Linked DNA regions of Mus musculus: all the other regions are linked to region 3. A link is a contact called in public ChIA-PET and HiChIP or PLAC-seq data. All regions are on one chromosome and are shown on one strand. The core of a region is the stretch at or near the end of the contact, and the rest is flanking DNA. Distances in the headings are between cores, read along the strand shown. Region 1 overlaps Sorl1 (sortilin-related receptor, LDLR class A repeats-containing). Region 2 overlaps Tbcel (tubulin folding cofactor E-like). Region 3 holds the start of Sc5d (sterol-C5-desaturase). Region 4 overlaps Sorl1 (sortilin-related receptor, LDLR class A repeats-containing).

Region 1 (2,700 bases), core at 125-2,624, 160 kb before region 3:
AGTAGTCTCCCCGCTGACTCTGACTGGGGTGTCTGTCTCTTAGTTCCCCAACCGTTCCCTGAATGTACCAGTTATCTCTATCGCACACCCCCTGAAACATCTTCACACTGTACCTCGGGAACACGGGCCAGTGGTATGCCAATTAAAAAACAACTTAAAGTATTTTTCAAAATTTCACAGGCCAAAAGGTCACATGCTTTTTGAGCTTCATGCTAAACCAGTGTTTCGTGGCAGGGAGACATCACTGCTCCACGTCAGCTAAGCATGAGAGGCGAAAGGAAGGCTGCCTTATGCAGTCTCTCTACTTTTCCTTGTTATTTGTTTAAGACAGGGTCTCATTAGGTAGCCTTAGTGATCATGATCCTCCTGCCTCAGTGCTAAGAGAGATAACAATGTGTCACATTTATTTCCCTTTTAATGTCTCAAATGAGGAAACCTTTCTCAGATCTGAACAAAAGTAGCCTTTTAGATTACTGCTAACAGAAGTCCCCAGACTTGCAATTTTGTAAACCAGCAAAATTAAAAAAAGAATATATAAGCCAACCAACCAAGGACTAGGTAGCCATTTCTGTGGCTAAGCCACCATGTCGCAGCTTGACCACCTACTCTCTTGATATACTTTCTGAAGTCACCATAGACTCTTCTTCTCCAGCCTGAGACAGCAAAGGTGTATCCCAGGAACAGAGTTCTAGACAGAAGACTTTAAGAGATGATCCATAGGACCACTCTACCCTGGACCATGCACAATTCTGTTTTCTTCCCCCATCCACAGGTGGCAACTCCGGATCCTAATGGCCCAGATGCAAGCAGAGAAACAGGGTAGAAAGATCCTGGGTTCCTGATTGATAGGCCTGCCGCTGATCCAGGAACACTCCCTCTGAACTGATTAGAATTGAGAGCTATCCTGACGCTAGAAAGCTTTCAGCGTCTGTCTGTAGAAACTGAGGAAGGCTATAAGGGGAATAAAGAGCCCTTTGTTCCTTCAGCTCGATCTTGCCTCATGGGCCTAGCTGTGTGGCCTTTTCTCCTTTCCCTATTGTGGCTGTGGCTACCACTCTGAGCACACGTGTTCTCGACTTAGTTGCCATGCACTGACAGACATCAGCTCCAAGATGACTCACTTTCCAGAACACTTGAGCTCTACTCAACCTGTGGGGACACCGACAAGCTCTGGTGCATCACTGAGAAGCTGAACAAGGCCTCCCCAAACCCAGAGCTCCTGCAGAGTTGTCTGAAATAAGCCTTGTCTGCTGCCAGCCTCCTGAGTCATCTCAAACCCACAGGCTTGGAGGCGGAGCTTTAGGGACTCAGAGCCTGCCTCTGAAGCCAGAGAGCTCACCTGCCCGGCCCTAGCACCACTCTAGAACTAAGGAAAAGTTCAAGTTGAGTGGGCCCACACTTCTTTCTGCAGAGCTCTGGCAGAAAACCTGCCCCTCTTCACAGCTCCACCCTCTTCCTTTCCCTTCTTCCTCCACCCTTGTATCTCCCCACCCACTCCGTAGGGGTGCTCTCAGATGTCACAAGGGAGAAGAAAAACACCTGGGCCACAAACTTGGCAGCCAGCCCCACCAAGAAGCTAACTAACCTGCAAAGGCCCTGCTTTGGATTTGAGGCACCTGCATCTAATTTGATCCAAGAACCAAACACTAAAAACTACCTGAAGAGAGACGGCTTCAAATAAAAAGAGATGATAATATATATATATATGTATACATCTCATTACCAGTAGATAAGTCCAGGCAAGCATCAACAGAAACATGCAAATCAAAAACAAATAAATTATTTAACTCAAAAAAAATAATAATAAAACCAGCTAAGGGACTCCCCCACCTCCTCCTGCCCCCAAGAGTCAAACTTTACTGTTACTTTCTTTCCCTTCCCCTCCCTTCCAACCTAGGCTTCCAGGAAGAAACTGGGAATACTGCTGGATCAGAAGCCCACCAACACAGACACCTCAGACACTCGGGCTAAAACCCTCTCTCGCCTACAAAACCATCTGCACCCTAGGAACAAACAAGACACCTATGTAAATGACACTCAGAAAGGGGTTAGGAACCTAGGGGAATCACCGGAAGTTCACCAGAGGTCAGAGATAAAAAGGCCCACCTGTACTCAACCTGGCCATCCTCAAAAGTGGGCGAAGCCCTCCCTCTGGCAGGTTAACAATCAGAGGACACGTTGAACAGGCTACAAAGTGTTACAGGATCAGAGTGGGGAGGAGGTCTGACAACACTTGCTGGGGTCTTTGTAGCAGAGAGCATAGGTTTCGTTAACTGATCCTAAGGGGTGAGGGATAAAATGGGCACAAAAGAGAGGCATCAAAATATTCCAGGGTATTCTTATAAAGAGAGCCTCTGAGGGGAAGAGCAAACTCAGTGGAACTTTTTTTTTTAAAGCCTTTTCTATCTGATGTCCCCTTTATCCCTAAGAGCAGACTGGAAAAGGGCAGCCCAGCAAGGTGAAAGAGAAGGCTCCCTGACAAGCAAAGGCTTGTCCAAGGGTCACCAGGCACTCACACAAACAGTTCAGTTCCTTGCCTTGGCAGAGATGTCAAGCATATCCAGTCATGAGAATACCTCCCTGGTGAGTCACCACTAATCTTCAAGGCAGCCCAGGTGCCCATCCCCCCACGCCCAAAGCACAGGACCCAAATCAGTAGCAGGAATCGATGCACCCCAAGGACAGTCAAGGGAGCCAGGA
Region 2 (2,724 bases), core at 56-2,555, 160 kb after region 3:
ACCCCAGGAGACCTGTGTCCAGGCGAAGAATGCTCTTCACAACAGCAGGTCCTCTGTGTGGAAGGAATATGAGGGAAGGGACACAGTGCGCTAGGATTCCTCCAGTGTTGGAGACAAAACGGGCCTTCATTGGGGTGGTGTCCAAATACAGCCTGCTGCCCTGCCTCACAATCACAGGAGATACAATCAACTCAGCTAAGAAGAGCCATGAGTCTCTAGCAGGAAAAGCCACTCTCCATACTTCACAAAGCATGCCGTTGGTGACACTAAGCAAGCACTCGAGGAACTGGGCGCCTAATCCTTGACATTCTAAAGAAGCTGTCCCAAGAGCTCAAGCATCCCTCAGGACACAGCTTTGGGGAGAGTGAAAGCAAAGCAAAGCTTAAGGAAGCTTTACCCCTGGTCTCTGACAGCAGCACTCCTCTGTCCACTGGTCCATCGGCACTGTCCTCTGGAACCATGGCTCTTATAACTCGTTTGATAAAGTTTGAAATTTTAAGGTCTCAAGAAAGGGACACCTCAAATCAGCTAGGTCACTCACTGCGCTCAAAATCAAGAAGCCACTGAACCCCCAAAGATACAATCAGGTTGAGATCCTAGAGGAACTTGCTTCCTTTTGTTTTTTCTCTCTTTAAAATTAAACAGGACTACATATTAGCTCAGCGCTAAAGAAGCAATTTACATCCAATCTCTCAGAGGAGATGGAGAGAGAAAGCAAAGGCAAGATGAAGGGAAACTCATAAACAGAAGCAGTGTGATTGGCATCAGTTAAGGGCAAAGCAGTAATGACACATGTGCTGGGCTTTAAGTGTGGAGGCTCCCGCCATCCTGAAAGATGGTTGCGTTGCCCTAGAGGGATCGTGACTGTAAATACTCAAAAACAAGCAGAAATGCGCAATGTGTTTCCCCAGGACTAAATTCTATAATTTAGCCCAAAGCAGGCATCCTCTTTCAGTGTCTAGAGTCAGCCTTGTTTCCTATAGTCTCAATGAGCAATTTGCTCTCCAGGTCTCTCTCAGGCCCTCCTTATAACCAGAACCCAAGCCCACCCTTTGAAATCCCCACAGCCCCCCATCAAACTTCCAGCAATTTCCTACCACAGTAAGAAAGAACAGCAAGTGCCACAGCCATGCTGTCTCCTCTCTTACCTCCACTACTTCCATTCAGAATAACCCCCTCACCTTGACCAGGCTAGCACAAATGCTTTCTAGGATAGGGCGGCCCTTTGCCTGACCTAACCGGCTTCCTCATGAGCACAGTCATATACTGAGCAGTGCTACACTGCCAGGCAACGTCTGGATCCTGGGGAGGAAGGAAGGCCCCGAACAGGAAACACTGCTGTTCCACCCAGCAGACAGTACCAAGTGTGGGAGGCGTGAAGACACTGACATACAAATGGACAGACAACACAATACAAATCAAGTCCAGTAATAGACAAGTGAGATCAAAGTGGGCTAAGGGAATAATAGGAGCCAAGGTATGCCATCTTAGCTAGGGGGTGCTGATGAAGAACCTCAAATAAGGTGAGAGCAAGAGAGAAAGCCACACAGGCAGCCTGCTTGGTGCAGTCCAAACTGCGAGAGAGCGCCAGAGCCTGAGGTGACAGAGAGCCAGCTGGTCACCAGCAAGCAGGTTCCTGCTTCTGTTGTTTGAAATATATAAACCTGACTTTGTGTTGGCTGCTGTAACATTAACAGAACAGGCAAGACAGTGTGAAGATTGGGACTTGAGAACGCAGCAGACGGAAGTTTGAAGCCATCTATGGAGTCTGTGAAAATCTAACTTCAAAAGAAAAAGAACCCAGATGGTCTCCACAGAGAACAGGGAGAAATAAACCCTGAGTGACTCCATCATTCTCAGAGCAGGAATGGAAGGGGCGAGGAGGGGGGAGGGGTGAGTGTGGAGGAAGACTGTGTGTGTGGAGAGGACGTCTGATCTCAGACACAGTTTCATCATCCAGGCGAGGTGTCAAGCTGACAACTGGAAACACCAGGTCAGGGTAATCCATCCCTGACCTGACCCTCAGTTACAGTCATTATTACATCTACTGTTTATTTATCATTACAATCACTGATTACAGCTACCCCACACAGGTGGCATCTAGAGCCATAGGAATGGCTATAAGTAAGAACTGGACAGGTGCAGGAAGAGGGGTGCAAGGAAGAAAGGCCTGGGAACTTAGTCTCTGGAAGTCAAGAGGTCAGGACCCAGCGAAGGAAAGGGTCTCCAGCTTAGCTCCAAAGCAAGCCTCTCACACACCGCAGTTTATCCCTGCACCCCCAGTTTCTAGTCCAGTGCAGTTTATCCCTGTACCCCCAGTTTCTAGTCCAGTGCCGTTTGGTTTATAGCAAGTTCTCAGTTAATAAGTTAAAATGTCCCCTGGACCCCAGCTAGGATCTAGAGTCAGTTCCTCGAAGTTCTCCTGGTGAAGCAGGAGAATCCCGTAACTGAAACATGATCCACCAGGAGAGGACATCTTTCCAGCCACCTGCAGCACACACTCGACTTACTATGAAACAGGACACCACTGCTCCAAGAGCCACTGGGAGACAAGGCACAGAGGAAGCCTATTGACCAGCAGAGCCAACTCAGGGATGCTCAAAGGCCAAGAGACAGAGAACAGAGGCTTTTCTTCTCTGGTTGTTTCAGAAAGTAAATAAACACACAGCCTATGTTGGGAGACTCCATTCCATGCTGGCCAGTTATTTGCCATGAGCAGCCACA
Region 3 (2,766 bases), core at 193-2,692:
CCCCTTAAAGTCAAAGACAGCTCATGGACTCTAAGATAATTAGGCATTATTGCTTGAAATGTAAGTTTACGTTAAATAGTATACTGCTTTGGCAGAAAAAAAACCCACAATTTTTGACTTTAAAACATGGTTATCAATTAAATGGGCCTGGGGTATAATTCAGGGATATTCCTTTGGTGTAGTATGTCCAAAGCCTTGGTTCCTATCCCAGCATCAGATAAATAAGTAAACATATATAAATCCACTATTATACTTAAATGACTTAAAACTATTATATTTTTCTTAACTGAAAAAAGTACAGGAACAATAACTAGCCATTTATATATTTAAAAAATACTACATATTATTTTAAGCACTCCACCCCTCCCCCCTTTGGCTATGTGGCCTGGAACTTGCATTCTCCTGCTTCAGTCTCCAAAGCTCTTGGATGCTCTGCAGTACCTCTCATCCGGCCTTTACACATCTGGAGGAGTGATGGAGAGATTCTCCCATCTAATTCTCACAAGTCTATAACGTGTGTCCGCGTATAATCTTAATAAACAGGACAGTGAAGGCGCAATGCCTTAAACAGCTTTGTTCTGTAAGGAGCAGTCGATGTGTAAAGCCTACACAAAAAGTTCTACACAGCATTACTTCCCTAGAGTCACAAATACAGATGGGGAATTCTGAGTTCTCCACGTTCATTATATTACAGGATGAATGCAAAAGTCCGTAAGACAGTAAGGGTCAGAAGGTAAGCACTTTAACACAACTAATGAAAATGCAAACTCAACTAACACAAAATAGTCAAATAACTTCGCTGCCGCCGAGATATTGTTTCCACTTGTACCACCTCCCAATTTACTCGGCAATAAGAAGGGATGCCAGTATGAGTGACTTCTTAACGATGCTTAAAGTGTGCACGCTACAGCGTATGGTCTTCAGAAAGGCAGGGAGTGACGGCCCACCACCCTCCCTAGGCCTCAATCGGACGCTGGTTCGCAACCTGGTACCTTCTCCAGGAAGTGCCGGTGGCAAAGCAAATCACCAGCTTTTCCCACCTCACCCTGGATGTGGGGTTCACAGTAGGCAGGCAACCTCTAGCACTGGCAGGGACCCAGCTTTACCGGGCCAGGGTCCTTCCCCGCTCCCATATAACCTTATCCCCATCGCAGGCCCCGGGGACCAAGGTGTCCGCCAGGCCAGACCCCCACCCCCACCCCCACCCCCCCATGCCACCTGCGCTTTAGCAGGGACGGCCACACGGGTGCGGCGGATGCCGTACCGGCGCCGGGCACCCGGGGATCCTCGCGACCGCCCGCGGGTCCTCCCACTCGCGGCTGTCCAGCTGCCAGCGCACGGAACCTACCTGCCAGGCCCAGCAGCTCCGTCAGCCGCGGCTTTACAGCCAGCGGAGAGTACGAGCCAGAGCGCCCGAGACACCGCCCGCTCAGCAGAGCCCCGCCCATGTGCAGGCAGCCGGCCAATCAGCAGCCGGCGCAATAAGCTGATGTGACGGCGGATCGCGCGACCTGGACCGGCGCGGTCGCGGCGGTCACGTGGTCGCCGCGTAGGCGTCCCGCGCTCCCCACGCCTCCCCGCACCCCCGAACCAGGTCCAGCACTCTGCCGGGACTATCCAGGCGCTTCATGATGCTGCTACGGGGCGGACGAAGCTTGCTTTCCTTCCCACTTTCTTCCCGCCCAGAAAGTTGACTAGAATCGTGCAAAGGACCCGGGATGAATGCAAAATGACAGCCTGAAGTAGGATTAATGACGCTTCCTTTGATGTTAATGGTGGAGTCTTTTGTCCCATTTTTGTGACTCAAACGTTCATCAATCCGCAGTTATTTGTCACTTCCCTGCAAGTCCTCTTATGCAGCGTTAAAATATGTAAATCGAAAGTTATGTGTAGCAGAGTAAATTTAAAAAGCAATTATTAATAGCGATAAAAATAGAGAAAGAGGTTATGATCTGGCCCAACTGGTTTACATAGGTAAAGATAGGGGTGGGGGAGGTGAACTTAAAGATCAAATTGGCTAATTATGACTCGGGAATGTAGACAGCAGCCCATTCTATAAAATACAAGAGCTCCCTAAGGTGAGCAGTAGGGATCAGCAGTATTGGCCAAAATGAAAAGAACCTAAGAAGAAGAAAGGCCCAAAAGACTAGTACTTCAGAGTTACTTCAGAGAGGATTGACCTGTCGTCTGTTTCTGGTATCAGGGTCCTACCAATTGATTAGTTTTGTTTTGTTTTTTTGTTTTGGTTAGAAGGAGCCAGGCATTTCAAAAGCCAGTTTGATTAAGTGATATATTGAGCATGAGAGACAGTTCTGGCCAGATCTGATCTTCCAGAGCTCTGAGGCAAAAGCCTAGTCCAAAATGACTCTATAAATTACACTTAACAAAGTGTGTTTGCCAGTGTTCTCTGGAGGAACAGAACTGATAAGATGAATACATACATAAAAAATTTATGAAACTAGCTTAAAGTAATAACAGTTGTCTCACCCCAGAAGAACTAAACCCCTAGTAGCTGTTCCATCCACGAGGCTGGTTACCTTGCCAGCCAGAGTAGTCCTATAATGGCTGTCTCACATTGGAAAAATGAACAGCCTGGTAGAGCGTCTGTCTACCAGGCTCAGTGCCACAGCAGTTCCTGTATACCTGGAGAGTCCCTGGCCTTCAGCCAACAATGGAAGTTTGGAAATAATAGTTTGGGTTTCACCAAAGACAGCAGCAGCAAGCAAGCTCAGCTGCCAGGGGAAGATGGAAGACCAAGCAAGCTAA
Region 4 (2,700 bases), core at 192-2,691, 220 kb before region 3:
GAGTGTGGGCCTGTCCAGATGTTTGTGACTTGTGTCATTTCTCCAAATAGACTAACCATAAGAAAAACTCTTTATAAAAATGTAAAGCATCTACTGATGCTATGCTACATGTGGGATCAAGATGCAAACACAAATCCTTTGCTTCATGCTTGAATTGGTTGCTGCGATTTTGATTTTTTTTTTTTTGGTTTGTTTGCTTGTTATGTTTGTTTTCCCCTATCTTTCCCTCATCCTGTTAATTCACTTAATTCACATATGCATATAACCTGCTTTATAAGAACCTCAATACTGGGCTGGCAAGATGACTCAGCAGGTAAAGGTACTTGCTGCCAAGTCTGCAGAACTGTGTTCAATCTCTAGGAACCTACTCAGTGGAAGAAGAGAATCAACTCCCAGAAGTTGTCCTCTGACTTCTCCATCTCCACTCTGCTATACAAATGCAGTTCCCTTCCCCCACTCTGACACATACACACAAATAAATGTGATTTTTTTTAAAAAGTCTCCAATACTGACAACACATTGAAAACAAACCCTCTAAGTCAGGGTAGGCAAAACACTTATTTACTGTGTGGGATGTTCTGGACCTCGTCCCTAGCATGGCTCCTTGAAAGCTTTAAATAATAAATCTGTAAAAATCTTAAAGAGGGAAAAGTTTGTTCCTTTTTCTTTGTTTTTTCACCTTGCTTCAAAAATACTCAAGGTACCGCCACATGGCAACTAAATGCAGCCTTAGTGCTGGCACTAATTCCGAGGCAGAGGGCAGGAAGATGTAGGTCACACACAGGATGCAAGCCACATGCTGGGCGGTGAGATTTCTGACCCACATCCCTTGGCAGCACCCAGAACCCTCCCTGCGCCTTTGTTGCTTCTAAGAAGCTAGGGAGTGCCCTTCCAGCATCGTACAAGTGAAGCTAGGGTAGGAGATGGAGGTGGAATAGCATTGCAGGCTTTCACGTGTGGGCTCTACCCTAGACAAGGAACAGCAGGCTGGGCTGGTGCAGTCCTGCAAAAGCTCAGCCTAGGAAGATACATTGTTACAGTAATCATAAAGAAGATACATTGTTGCAGTAATCATAAAGAAGAAAAATCGCTGCATTTTAAAACTCCTTCCAGATGCCCACATTACCTCATCTCTGCAAAGATTACGGTATGGTTCCCATTAGGCCTAGAAAACGCCGCTTTCTCTGAGTACTTCCTTGCTTGCATTTAGGGGATGACTTATCCTAAATGAGACTTTTCTATTTCATCCCCTGCTCCCTCCTCTTCTGTCAGAAGAGAAAATAGCTTTCTTGTCTGTCCTGGTGGCTTTAAACAAACAATCATGTCCCTTGCTGAATTATCCCTGAAGTATTTATGAGAAAGCACGTACTCCAGGCCCTCAAGAGCACTCACTCAAACCCTCCTCGCCCAAGCCCTCGTCAGCGGCCCTCGTGAAGGGAGCACTGGAATATTATCTGCTCATTTGTAGGAATCTGCTGAATTAGTGGTTCTCTTTACGTCTCCACTGTGAGGTATGGTAATTACTCTGGTAATGATGGAAGATTAAATTAAGGGACTAATGAGCTTAGTAGCATCAGGGCACGCTGGCGAGCAGTGAGGGACAGGAAGCTCTGCTCTGCCTGCCTGTGGAAGATGAAGGCAGCATGCCTGGGTCATGATTGGTGTGGCTGGGTCCTGATTTTCTAGGAGCTCATGACACTTCCACCAAAACAGCACTGCTGATGGATGCCAGGGCCACATATTGACCTGACTGATAAGTCCTGGAAACCATGAAAGAAGAAAAAAGGCCAAGCAACCACTTTTTGTAGTGTGTGTGTGTGTGTGTGTGTGTGTGTGTATGATTGTGCATGTGTTTGCATATTTATGTATATGTATGTGTGTGCGGTATATGTGTGGTAATGTGTGGTATGTGTATGTGTGCATGAATGTGCACGTATGTGTAGATTTATGCACATGTATGTGTATAGTATATGTGTGGTGTGGTATGTATGTATGGTGTGGTGTGTGTGTAGTGGTAGGGGTGTGGGGTATGTGTGGTGTATTGTGGGAATATGCACTTGTATGCATATTTGTGTGTATTATGTGTGGTATATGCATGTATGTATACATGTGTGCATGTGTGTGGTGTATGTGTACATGTGTGCATGTGTGTGGTGTATGTGTACATGTGTGCATGTGTGTGGTGTATGTGTACATGTGTGCATGTGTGTGGTGTATGTGTACATGTGTGCATGTGTGTGGTGTATGTGTACATGTGTGCATGTACGTGTGCACATGTGTGCAAGTGGGTGAGTATGTGTGTGCATGTGTATGTGTGTGATATATGCATATGTTTGTATATGTATATGTTTATGTGCATGTGTGTAGATTCAACTATGTCAAACCAAGAGACACACCAAGGTCTGTGACTGCTCTTCAACCCCCAGTGCTCAGCACTCAATAGGTACCAAACAGACTGCCCTGCAAAGCCTGCCCTACCACCAAAAAATTTGCATTCCCTCAGAATGGCTTCACCTGCTTGTTAAGCTTCTCCTGTTAGGGAAGGAGGAGCCTTCATGATACCTAACCTCGGTGACTTCACCCCCACTAAGTAAGAAGAGCTACGTGTTTAACTGGATGAGACCAGAATGACCCAACCAGGTTTCAAGAAGGCAGAAGGAAGAGACCACCTCTCTTACCTGCAAGGGGACAGGGGACCAG

Evidence for each region. ChIA-PET counts read pairs in DNA pulled down with a chosen protein or histone mark. HiChIP or PLAC-seq counts read pairs in DNA pulled down with a chosen protein or histone mark.
Region 1: a contact with region 3 is called in an RNA polymerase II ChIA-PET map of memory CD8 T cells, with 740 read pairs. The contact joins the enhancer-like site here to the promoter of Sc5d in region 3. A contact is called at or near these places in 3 of 39 promoter capture datasets (embryonic stem cells, frontonasal cranial neural crest and hippocampal neurons), 3 of 484 Hi-C or Micro-C datasets (CD4 T cells, Th2 cells and nephron progenitors), 9 of 115 datasets of contacts at active chromatin or transcription factors (CD8 T cells, bone marrow-derived macrophages, effector CD8 T cells and 4 more) and 3 of 9 other capture datasets (adipose tissue, bone marrow-derived macrophages and liver).
Region 2: an RNA polymerase II ChIA-PET map of memory CD8 T cells shows a contact between it and region 3, with 19 read pairs. The contact joins the enhancer-like site here to the promoter of Sc5d in region 3. A contact is called at or near these places in 2 of 39 promoter capture datasets (both in liver), 1 of 484 Hi-C or Micro-C datasets (CD4 T cells), 2 of 115 datasets of contacts at active chromatin or transcription factors (embryonic stem cells and memory CD8 T cells) and 2 of 9 other capture datasets (adipose tissue and liver).
Region 4: an H3K4me3 HiChIP or PLAC-seq map of forebrain shows a contact between it and region 3, with 4 times the contacts expected there. The contact joins the enhancer-like site here to the promoter of Sc5d in region 3. A contact is called at or near these places in 4 of 39 promoter capture datasets (hematopoietic stem and progenitor cells, hippocampal neurons, pre-B cells and 1 more), 5 of 484 Hi-C or Micro-C datasets (B cells, bone marrow-derived macrophages, group 2 innate lymphoid cells and 2 more), 23 of 115 datasets of contacts at active chromatin or transcription factors (the 230-238 cell line, bone marrow-derived macrophages, craniofacial prominence and 17 more) and 3 of 9 other capture datasets (adipose tissue, liver and pancreatic islet).

The regions. Positions count from the first base shown.
Region 1 is chr9:42,107,352-42,110,051 of GRCm38.p6, forward strand. All of the region lies in intron 1 of Sorl1 (sortilin-related receptor, LDLR class A repeats-containing), which reads right to left. Among named protein-coding and RNA genes, the nearest start is that of Sorl1, 16 kb to the right of the region's middle. Within about 2 kb of position 1,375, at least 174 of the 459 cell types and tissues checked have an H3K27ac peak or open chromatin away from gene starts, as enhancers often do. A contact at or near this core is called in CD8 T cells, Th2 cells, adipose tissue and 4 more, where this site is marked.
Region 2 is chr9:42,426,891-42,429,614 of GRCm38.p6, forward strand. The region is part of intron 7 of Tbcel (tubulin folding cofactor E-like); the gene reads right to left. Among named protein-coding and RNA genes, the nearest start is that of Tecta, 28 kb to the left of the region's middle. Within about 2 kb of position 1,306, at least 81 of the 459 cell types and tissues checked have an H3K27ac peak or open chromatin away from gene starts, as enhancers often do. A contact at or near this core is called in adipose tissue and memory CD8 T cells, where this site is marked.
Region 3 is chr9:42,262,858-42,265,623 of GRCm38.p6, forward strand. Sc5d (sterol-C5-desaturase) reads right to left here and starts at 1,443. Exons shown (of 6, transcript NM_172769.2): 1 at 1,349-1,443.
Region 4 is chr9:42,038,315-42,041,014 of GRCm38.p6, forward strand. It overlaps Sorl1 (sortilin-related receptor, LDLR class A repeats-containing), which reads right to left. Exons shown (of 48, transcript NM_011436.4): 16 at 2,679-2,700. Gm16214 (predicted gene 16214) reads left to right here. Exons shown (of 5, transcript NR_165259.1): 5 at 1-642. Among named protein-coding and RNA genes, the nearest start is that of Gm16214, 17 kb to the left of the region's middle. Within about 2 kb of position 1,442, at least 44 of the 459 cell types and tissues checked have an H3K27ac peak or open chromatin away from gene starts, as enhancers often do. A contact at or near this core is called in double positive thymocytes, embryonic basal ganglia, forebrain and 2 more, where this site is marked.